2 separate regions of the Gossypium hirsutum genome follow, and region 2 is linked to region 1. A link is a contact called in public Hi-C data. All regions are on one chromosome and are shown on one strand. Each heading gives the region's core, a stretch centred on a gene start, on an enhancer-like site or on the middle of the called end of the contact. The rest is flanking DNA. Distances are from core to core; before and after follow the strand shown.

The links. A called contact is a pair of places that touch in the nucleus more often than the background predicts.
Region 2: a contact with region 1 is called in a Hi-C map of leaf, with 2.3 times the contacts expected there. The contact joins the enhancer-like site here to the promoter of LOC107940819 in region 1. A contact is called at or near these places in 4 of 34 Hi-C or Micro-C datasets (all in leaf).

What each region holds. Positions count from the first base shown.
Region 1 is chrA03:108,600,834-108,605,872 of Gossypium_hirsutum_v2.1, reverse strand. LOC107940819 (probable anion transporter 5) reads left to right here and starts at 2,029. Exons shown (of 2, transcript XM_016874282.2): 1 at 2,029-2,411; 2 at 3,466-5,039. The coding sequence starts at 3,621. The coding sequence ends at 4,949.
Region 2 is chrA03:108,642,719-108,647,757 of Gossypium_hirsutum_v2.1, reverse strand. No RefSeq gene overlaps it. Among protein-coding and RNA genes, the nearest start is that of LOC107940820, 8.5 kb to the right of the region's middle. Within about 2 kb of position 2,452, at least 3 of the 9 cell types and tissues checked have an H3K27ac peak or open chromatin away from gene starts, as enhancers often do. A contact at or near this core is called in leaf, where this site is marked.

The DNA of each region.
Region 1 (5,039 bases), core at 780-3,279:
TTTCACAAATCACCTTAAGATTTATTCTTCAATCAAATTATAAAATCTTTTCCCCTTATTATTAGGCTGAGAAACGAAAAGGTGACTTTAGCTGTCACTTATTTTCATTGCTATCATTTGCATATAGATTTCGTTGCACGTTAGTAGACAGCTTCCATTTTTGTTTGTTTATCTATTTTCAATGTACAATTTGCAACAATATGTCGGTACTTCTGTACTTGGCAATTTTGTGGGGTAGGTGGATATGAAAATGAAGCCTTACTAAAGAGTGAATTTCATTTCTTAGACTACCAATAATACCATATTAAGTGCTTCTCCTAGGCCTTAGTATTGTTGTAAAGAGTAGTAAATGTTTAGATCAAGGACCACTCAAACATTTGAGTTATGGTTGATTATACTTTAGAGAGGAGGTTATATTAAATCATCTTTAGGGTCTTTGAATTTCGATTAAATTTATTGCTGAGTTGAGTTAGATTCTTAAAACTAGAGCAAAACTTTTTTTACATTGTTTTCTCCATTCAAAATACTTAAATTCAAAATTTTATTATTAACCTAGTTTAAGGGATAATGAACCCTTTACCACTCTCCTCAACGAGCATTATTCCCTTCCTTTTATTTGTTATTTAAACATGCTACCTGCACATTCAAAAGTTTTTCAATCTAGGATTCGTTTATATATATATATTTGGACAGGCTGCCAGATTGTTGACTTTTTCTAATTATTGTTTATATTATATTAAGTAAAATTGTTCTGGTAGGCATCACCATTGATTCTTTTTTTCTCTTTTTTTCTTTTTGATCTTTTATTGCTTATGATTGAATTAAAGAGTGAAGGTTGGGCAAAAGCAGGTGCCTTTGGCGTTTTACTGGAAGTTCAATTGTTCAAATCAATTACTAATTAAGCAAAGGAAAACGACACTGTATTGCCCAATCCATTGCAAAAAAAAATACACCTGAAGAAGTACCTTCTATACAGCGACAGCGGATTGAATGCCCATGCTCTTCAATTCCTACGTCACCCTCATTCTTTAATTTTCCTTAAATGCTCTTGCACCGCTCTTTAATAAATCTAAGAAACTCTAGTAACAACCAAAGAATTAAGATTTACATTGAGAAGCTCCCTTAATAAGATTCGGGCTTCTTCATATATCTATATCTCATCATAGTTCTTACTCCCCGGTTTAGCTATCCAATTCACTTTTCTGCCATGTTTCTTAATGATGTATCGAAAATGAACCTTCTAATTTCGGTGTTGACTAATCAAATACAACTCCAATAACATACTAGTACTCGCATAACCAACTAAAATAGTTTCTACAACTAAAGTATTGTCACACTCCAACTCTAATTGCCTAAAACCAAACGTCCATGCTAAATTGAGGCATATAGCTCTTACCTCAGATTTGACAACTAATCTTTCTTAATTCACATAGCAAAACCTCACATTCAATTGGCATCATGGCCTCTAAACACGCCACCAATTGCAACAATATTATTGCTTTTCGACAATGCACCATCTATATTCAACTTAACCCACCTTTTCTTTAGCTGCTTCCAATAATCACCTAACACCTTCTGAATGCGATAGAGCTCATATGACTTTGAGTTTACAAAGCTTGCAACTTAAGTTAAACATTTACCTACAACAACATCAACATTACTATGGCTATTATATATTGAAAATGAAATTATTTCGGCTTTTCCATAATAGCCAACACAATATTGCAAACAAAGTCGGCCAATTTTTCTCTTTCATTGTCAATTCCTCTTGAGATAACGAGTTCTTGATTAACTACATATTCAAATTCGATGAAAAGAATATATTCCCGATTGAATTAGGATTCACGTCTTCCAAATCAATTTTAAGAACTCACAATCTCATATGGCATGTGGGCTAGTGTCAATCGGAAATCCACAGCGAACACAATAGCCTTCATTGTATATATGCCGTTGAGCCCGCTCCCCATTATTCAGAATTTCTTGCCACAACCACCATATAAATACACGAACTCTTACACTTGCAACATAAATTTACATGGTTTAGTGGCTATATTATAACAAATCCATAATGTTAGTGTTTATATAGTAATTTTTTTAAGTTCAGAATTTACCCCTTATTAAATGTTAATGTTGACACAGTAAAGGAGAGAGGACCAGGAAGGGTTTGGCTTTATAGGGAAGAAAGCAGAAGGCTTCTCATCTCATGTGTGACATTGAAGGAAAGAGAGAAGATAACCAAAAACCCCACATTTGACTTCCTCTCTCTCTTTCTTTCTTTCTATCTTCTTTGTTTTTTGTTCATATGTTTTTCTTTATATCAATGTCCTTACATGTTTGATATTCACATGAAACATTAACCCCTCTCATTCTCGCTCTTTTCTTTCTTGGATGCATTTCCAAATAATCCCAAGGTGTGTTCTCTTCTTCTTGTTTCTTCTTTCTGCTTCTTTTTCTTCTTATTGCTTCAATTGAGTCACTTTTTTTTTTGGTTCAATTTTCCCTATTAATTCCATTTCTTGCTTCGTCTTTTAATGAGAAATGTTGGATTTTAGTTACTGAGATTTTTTGGGTTTTTTTTTTCCTAATTTCGTCTAGTTCGTTAAAGTTGACCAGCGGGTGAGTTTCTGGGGGAAAGAAAAACCGAATACGTTTTAACTAAAACTCAGTTCTCTTATCCCCTTTTATATATCATGAGATCGGAATTTGATCATTTCTTCTTGTATTTCGATTCTGCTTGAATTTTTTCTTTTTTGCCTTTGTTTACTTTCTTGCCAATGTCTTGTTCTGTTTCTTTGAATTTGTTAGTACGTGGATCAGTTCATTCATCTTGTATATAACTGATAAAAAAAATGGTTTAACGTAATGAAAACCTTTCATTTTCCCAGATCTTGGTTAAAATGCCAATCCCATTTTCATGCTTTGCAAATGCTATCTGCAATTTTCTTGATCACTTCAATTCCAAATTTGGGAAAATGTCATCTTTACCTCTGGTAATGATTTCTTGGGAAAATATCATGGTTTCATCTTCTGATTTTTCCATTTTTTTTCTACTTATAAACTTCTTTATATTCTTGGGAACAAATATGAGTTACTAAATTTGTATCTCCCAATTTTTAACTCAAGAAGTGTCATGTTCATATTAGTTTTTATTTTTACATTACTTAAGCAGTATTTAGTTTCAAACTTCTGTTAATCAGATTACATGCTACTCTATTAATCCTAGTTATTGGTTATCGTCTGGATGCAGTTCATGCTCAAGTTCACTTCATTTCCTTACCAGCAATCTCCCCTCTATAAATATTTTGTTTTGATGCAGCCAATGTTTTCACTTAAGATTTCACTAATATAGCAAATTAAGCATGAGTTCTTTCTTAATTGATGTCTAGTTAACATTTAGCTTTTGCAAGTTGATTTAACGGTGCTTTACACTGTATTTGTAACATTTGAATAAATTTTTTAATTCAGGCTTGGCTAGTATCTTGAAGGCTTGGAACACTATTGAAGAAACTACTGTCTTGTTGTAAAGTGGTTGCTACCGAGGATTGAAACACCAAGCTGCTGGATGGTCTATTTGTTTGAAGACAGTTAGCAAAACTAAGATTCCTATAGGAAAGTGAATTATGACTTGGATGAATCTCCCAAATCGATACTTAATTGTCATTTTAACCTTTGTTAGCACTTGCGTTTGTTACATAGAACGCGTCGGCTTCTCTATAGCATACACAGTTGCAGCAGATGCTGCTGGGATTAACCAGTCAAGCAAAGGCACGATACTTTCCACATTCTACTATGGTTATGCTTGTTCTCAAGTGCCTGGAGGACGGGCTGCTCAAAAGATTGGGGGAAGGAAGGTTCTTCTTTTCTCGTTTGTATTATGGTCATTGACTTGTTTCTTGGTTCCGCTAGATCCTAATAGAGTCACAATCTTAGTCGTTGCTCGGTTGCTTGTTGGTGTAGCACAAGGTTTCATCTTCCCTTCAATCCACACTGTCTTAGCACAGTGGGTCCCTCCACATGAGAGATCGAGATCTGTTTCACTTACAACTTCTGGGATGTACCTAGGTGCAGCTATGGGGATGCTTTTCCTTCCAAGCCTGGTGAAGTTAAAAGGTCCCGAATCTGTATTTCTTGCAGAAGCAGCATTAGGTGTCCTGTGGTCTGTGCTTTGGTTTAAATATGCAACTGATCCCCCTCGATCCGAGCATCCGAAAGCCGCCGCTGCTGGATTTGGAGAGTCTTTGTTACCTACCGATGCAAGTCCAAGGACAAAAATGGAGAATGGAGGAAGTACTGTCAAAGCAACCAAAATTCCATGGAAGAAGATTTTAATTAGCAGGCCAGTTTGGGCAATTGTGGTAAACAATTTCACATTCCACTATGCTCTTTACGTATTGATGAACTGGCTGCCTACATACTTCGAGCAGGGCCTCCAGCTGAGTCTTCAGGAAATGGGTTCTTCTAAGATGATGCCCTACTTAAACATGTTCTTATTCTTAAATGTAGGTGGGATTGTCGCTGACCACTTGATCACCAAAAGAGTAATGTCAGTGACTAAAACTAGGAAGTTCTTGAACACTGTAGGATTTATAGTTGCTTCGATCGCACTGTTAGCACTTCCGATCTTCAGAACATCTGTTGGAGCTATTTTATGTTCTTCAGTAGCACTCGGGTTCTTGGCACTTGGGAGAGCTGGTTTTGCAGTGAACCATATGGATATTGCACCTAGATATGCAGGAATTGTAATGGGTGTCTCAAACACAGCGGGTACTCTAGCTGGGATTATCGGGGTTGATATGACCGGCCGGCTTCTTGAAGCGGCTAAAATCGAATATTCAGGTCTATTCAGTCCTGAAAGCTGGAGAGCAGTGTTTTTCATTCCTGGATGGCTGTGCATATTCAGTTCTTTCATATTCTTGGTGTTCTCAACAGGGGAAAGGATTTTTGACTGAAACCAAGTCAATGTAAAACTTGTACTTTTTTTAACTGGTGAGGTTCAAGGGTTTCAACTGCAAATATATCATTGTGATATTAATGAATGT
Region 2 (5,039 bases), core at 1,203-3,702, 41 kb before region 1:
ACATCTTAAATAGAACAACTTTTATGGCCGAGAAGATGAAATATGAGAGGAGTTCCATAAACAATTGTCAACTGCTAAACTGCATTTGAGATCAAAGAAATGACCTCAAATGGACTTAAAAGTCAAATTCAAAGATTACTTGATAAAAGTAAATAGATGTATAATCCGAATTTGAAATGTCTCAATACTGCAGATATAAATATACAATTCCCGATGCGTTGAATAACAAATTTATATATATGAAACTAGAGAACAAATTTAATTATAAAGTATATATTTTTGTCTATAGATGATTAATTAAAGATACATTAAAGCAAATTAAATGATTTTTATGTAAAAAATCTCTAAAAGCAAAGGATTAAAACCACGAGAATTGAGATTTTAATCAAAAATTCTAGTATACTCAAAGTTGTAGCTACAAGATTACAATATAAAATCATTACAATAAGCATATAATTCCAACAACGCTAACAACGGGTAAATCCAAGCAATGTCGACTTTAAAACTCAATTAAAGTCTTCAAATCTACTAATCACTGTCCAAAAAAATCAGATTACGGATAAACCCCAGATCAACTCTAACACAATTATTGTGGGATTGCGTAGCCCATTTGAGTTTGACGAATAAAAGTGAGGAAGGAGGGGTTGGGTGTTGTCTTTTATGGTCCAACTATACCCCTCTCTCTTTTTGGGCCTTGCCACTGGACGGTTCAGTTAGAGTCAGAGGAGGCTTTCGCCCTCCCAAAACTATAAAAAAATTTTAATTACCTCACCAAGATTTTTAAAGTCTTAGTTAATTCTTTTTTAAATTTTGAAATTTTTAATAAGTTTAAAATTAGATTTGGTAATGGGTTGATTGGACTAATACAAAATTTTAAGTTCATGTCCGACTAAATCCAAAAATAAACCTCAAATTTTATCCATTTTGGCCCAAATTAAAAATGTTAAATTCGAGCCTGATCTGACCTGCTTGTATTAATTTTTTATTTAAAAATAAATTTAAAAAATATACTACATCAAATATATTAAAAACATTAAAATAAATATTTTCCAAAAAATAAAAAATGCATTAAAAAATCTTTATACTTAAATAACACTAAAATAATTGTAACTTAGCGAACAAATATATCTAAAATAGTAGCAAACTTAACAATAAAACAAGAGTTATACAATACCCAAATAATAACAAAAAATATAGTAGCAATATAATAGTGACATGATAACAAAACATCAGCAAAAAAGAAATTTTAAGTTGATTCGGGCAAAATCAAAAAATCTTATTTGAGGCTAGATTCATTTAGGAAATTGGTCTTATTTTTTGTCCAAACTCTTTTTTTGAGTCTATATTTTTATCTAAACTAATGAATGATCTAGTTCATGACCAAATCTACCTAAAGATACGTTCCACCATGTGCATGCTAGCGATGGTATAGTTGATTAACCCTTTCTGTTTTTTGTTGATTTCCCTTAAAACATACTCGAATCTAATTTTTCTTTTATAATAATAAAACCGATACAACTAAATTAAAATTAAATTTACAGTTTTGGTTTTGGATATCATTTAAATCTTATATAGGAATATATAGATGTGAATCTTCCCCATGCATCTAATATGTCCCTCATAGGTTGTAGCCATGTTTGTGAGTTGCAATAATTAGGCCGGCCTAGCCGAGTAGGCCATGGATTGTACCTTTTCACAAATGAGCAAAGATATCAATTAGGGCTTACATTTATATCGGAGCAAAATATCTAAAAATTTAATAATCTAGCAAGTAAGGTACACAACACACGTGTGCAAGATTTCATCTGCCACTGACACCAATCATTTCTTCAATTAAAATAAATACAATCCCGAAGTCCCATTGTACGAAACCGGCGAAATCAGAGGGCTCATAATGGTTACATCTCATCAGAATGAATATTTGCATTTTAGTAGGCACCGTAGGAAAAAATTCCCAAGAATTATACCCTTTCCCATGTTGTAGGCCCTTAAACCATATGGACTATGGACCAAATCAATAATGTATTGTGTCATGTGTCCCAGCCCAATATATTTGTCCTCAAGGCCCCCTAGCTCTACGCGCATCTATCTACCCCTTAGTAAATTTTTTTCTTTTACCATTGAATTATGAAAAGTTAACGTTTTGATTATTTATCCGTTAAAAGTCATTACACCCTTAACAAAAAAGTGATATCACATGTTAATTGAAGGACTTATATCTAAATTGACTCTTGAATTATAATTAAAATATTCAGTTTGATTCTTTTATAATATTTTTTAATGATACTTTTATTCATTTTGTAAATAAAGAAACATAAAATCTCTCTATATATGTAAGATCATAGTTACATAATTACATTTAAAATATACATGGAATACAAATGTTGTAATAACAGAATAGGGTTGTAATTCAAAGAGTCATGGCTACATTTGGTCGACATATCACTGTTAAATAGTAAAAAGGTGTGCCCTCCAAAAGAGGTAGCCCCCCCATTCAGAAAGGGATAGGTGGTGATGGAGACCACAAATCTGAGTTAATAACGCTCCCTGTTTTTTTTATTTAAATTTGGCTGTGATTCTTAATGAAGATGGTATGAATGCATGTCAAATTTCCATCCAAAATTTAATTTCTCATCTCTTTCTGCCATGCAAAGGCCCCTCCACCCCCACCCCCATCATACAGTTCATATTATATTATTATATTGAAAAGACAGCCACCCAATACAAACCCCTTACTTCACCTGGGCATTTCACAGGAAAAAAATACTTTACTTGCAGCTCCTCAAACCCAAATTATTTAAAATTTCTGTATGAGTATTGAGTGTGACATCGTATAAAATATTAAATGCAAATATTTAAAAATTTAAAAATATGTGTGAGATTGCTTTTTACCAAGTGATGAGCGATAGGAAGGTGCCAAAAATCTTAGTAAGTGTCAAAATGTGTCGTATAGTAATAGCTAGGTGAAGGAAGGTTTTGTTTGGTAATGTGAGTACAGTGCATGTGGTTCCCCAGCTCAAGCGATTGGGACTGTGTTGTTTGGTGGAGTCCCAGCCTGCAATGACCGCCCTTTATAAGCTGGGTCCGGGAAAATATTATTATTATTAAGGTAAGTTATTAATAAGTTTTATCTTTTCATCTTTTAAATTAAAAAAAAATTATAAAATATCATTAAATTATTTAAAAAATTTTCATTTTAATTATCGAATTATTGAAATTATTATTTTATAACATTTTCTACTTGCACCATCCATATCAATCAAAAACTCTCATTCTTCTTCTCTTTTACAATTTAGTTTCTTTTTTTTTTTCATAAAACAACATTGATCCTTACAAATCTGTAAACCAAAATTTGAATAACTTTCTTCAATGATCTTCTACACTAACCATCGAATATATTTAGATATAAGAAATGTTCTTCTACTTGTGGATGGGTACTCATCCACCATACCAATTGTCGAATAGGCATTAGCTCGCTAGCCAGACTTTAAAATAAAAATAAAAACCCTTAACAACCCATTGACTTAAATAAAAACTTTTGAATAGTTTAGTGACCATAATGTAAACTTACTAATAGTTTAATGACTTTAGGTGTAGTTTACTCTTATTATTACTGATATGGTTCCCATGCTTCACATAGAGTTCCTTTTTTCTTGTACCAAATTATAGAATGAAAATTTGAAAGTTAAAATATGCTTTAAACATTTTATAATCTCCTAATTTTTTATTTTTAAGATTATAGTTAGTCTATTTTTCAAATTTAGAAATTTAGGTTTAATTGTTATTATTGTTAAAATTCATCCATTAAATTCATCGCTGTGACATTTTAAAATAAAAAATAATTCACTTAATAATGATGTAACAAAAAATAACATTGACAATGTTGGTGTGGATTTAAAAAAAAAACTTTAATTCAAACTCAACGTGATAAAATACATTTTTTTTGTAGGAATAGTGTTCTCAAGAAAAAAAATGACATCAGCATTGAATTGAAATAGTTAACAATATTAACAATTTAGACCGCCGACAGCAATGATTAATCCCCTCATCACGGTGCTCTTTGAAGAGGTAAATGGTTGACTGTGAAATGTGTTATGTTCCATGAGTAAGGATCGAACCCCCAACTAAATAATTAAGGGATGATGTGAGCAACCACTACACAATAACTCATGGTTTAAAAATTTAAATTTAATTATTGTCTGATATTGTAAAAAAGCAAAGCAAACCCAACAGATAATAATTTTTAAATCCAAATTATATATAACCATCGAACAGTTTAATCGAAAATTTAACGACATTAACTATTTGCATTAACTAATAACATTATAAAAATATAAAGACTAAATTGTATTATAAATTAAAGTATAGAGATTAAATTTCAAATCTTAGCATAATAAAGAAACTAAAACTTAAATTTTACATTTTGTAAAAAGAAAAAATTGTCTCAGCAAAAGGAACACCTAATGAATAGACCTGTTCATGGGTCGGGTTACTCGCTCGAAATTTGAAAAGGTTTGGATAAAAATATTAAGCCGAAAAAATAAGCTTTGGCAAAAAAAAGGTCCATTTAAAATATGGGTCAGGCTCGAGCTTAAATATTCAAAGCCTAAGTCTGGCATGACCTATTTTTAAGTTTATAATACTTTATATTATGTTATTTTTATATATTATGTAATTTAAAACACATTAAAAAAAACATATACAAAATATATAATACTACTCTAATGTAAACATTAAAATAATGTTATAAAAAAGTTTGATAAATAAAAAATATATAAAAATAATAAATATTAAAATAATATAATATAAATATTTAAAAAATCTTAAAAAGTATGAGCGGGCCTATAATGAGCTTGGGTTAATTTTTTATAAATATGGGTAGGTTTTGATAAAATTTTGACCACATATTTCGTGCCAGGTCGAACTTGAATAAACATAAAATATATTAATATCATATTTAGATCTGACCCGAACTTGACTCATGAACACCTCTACTAACTATCTTTCTTTTAAATACGTTATACATATTATTATTAATC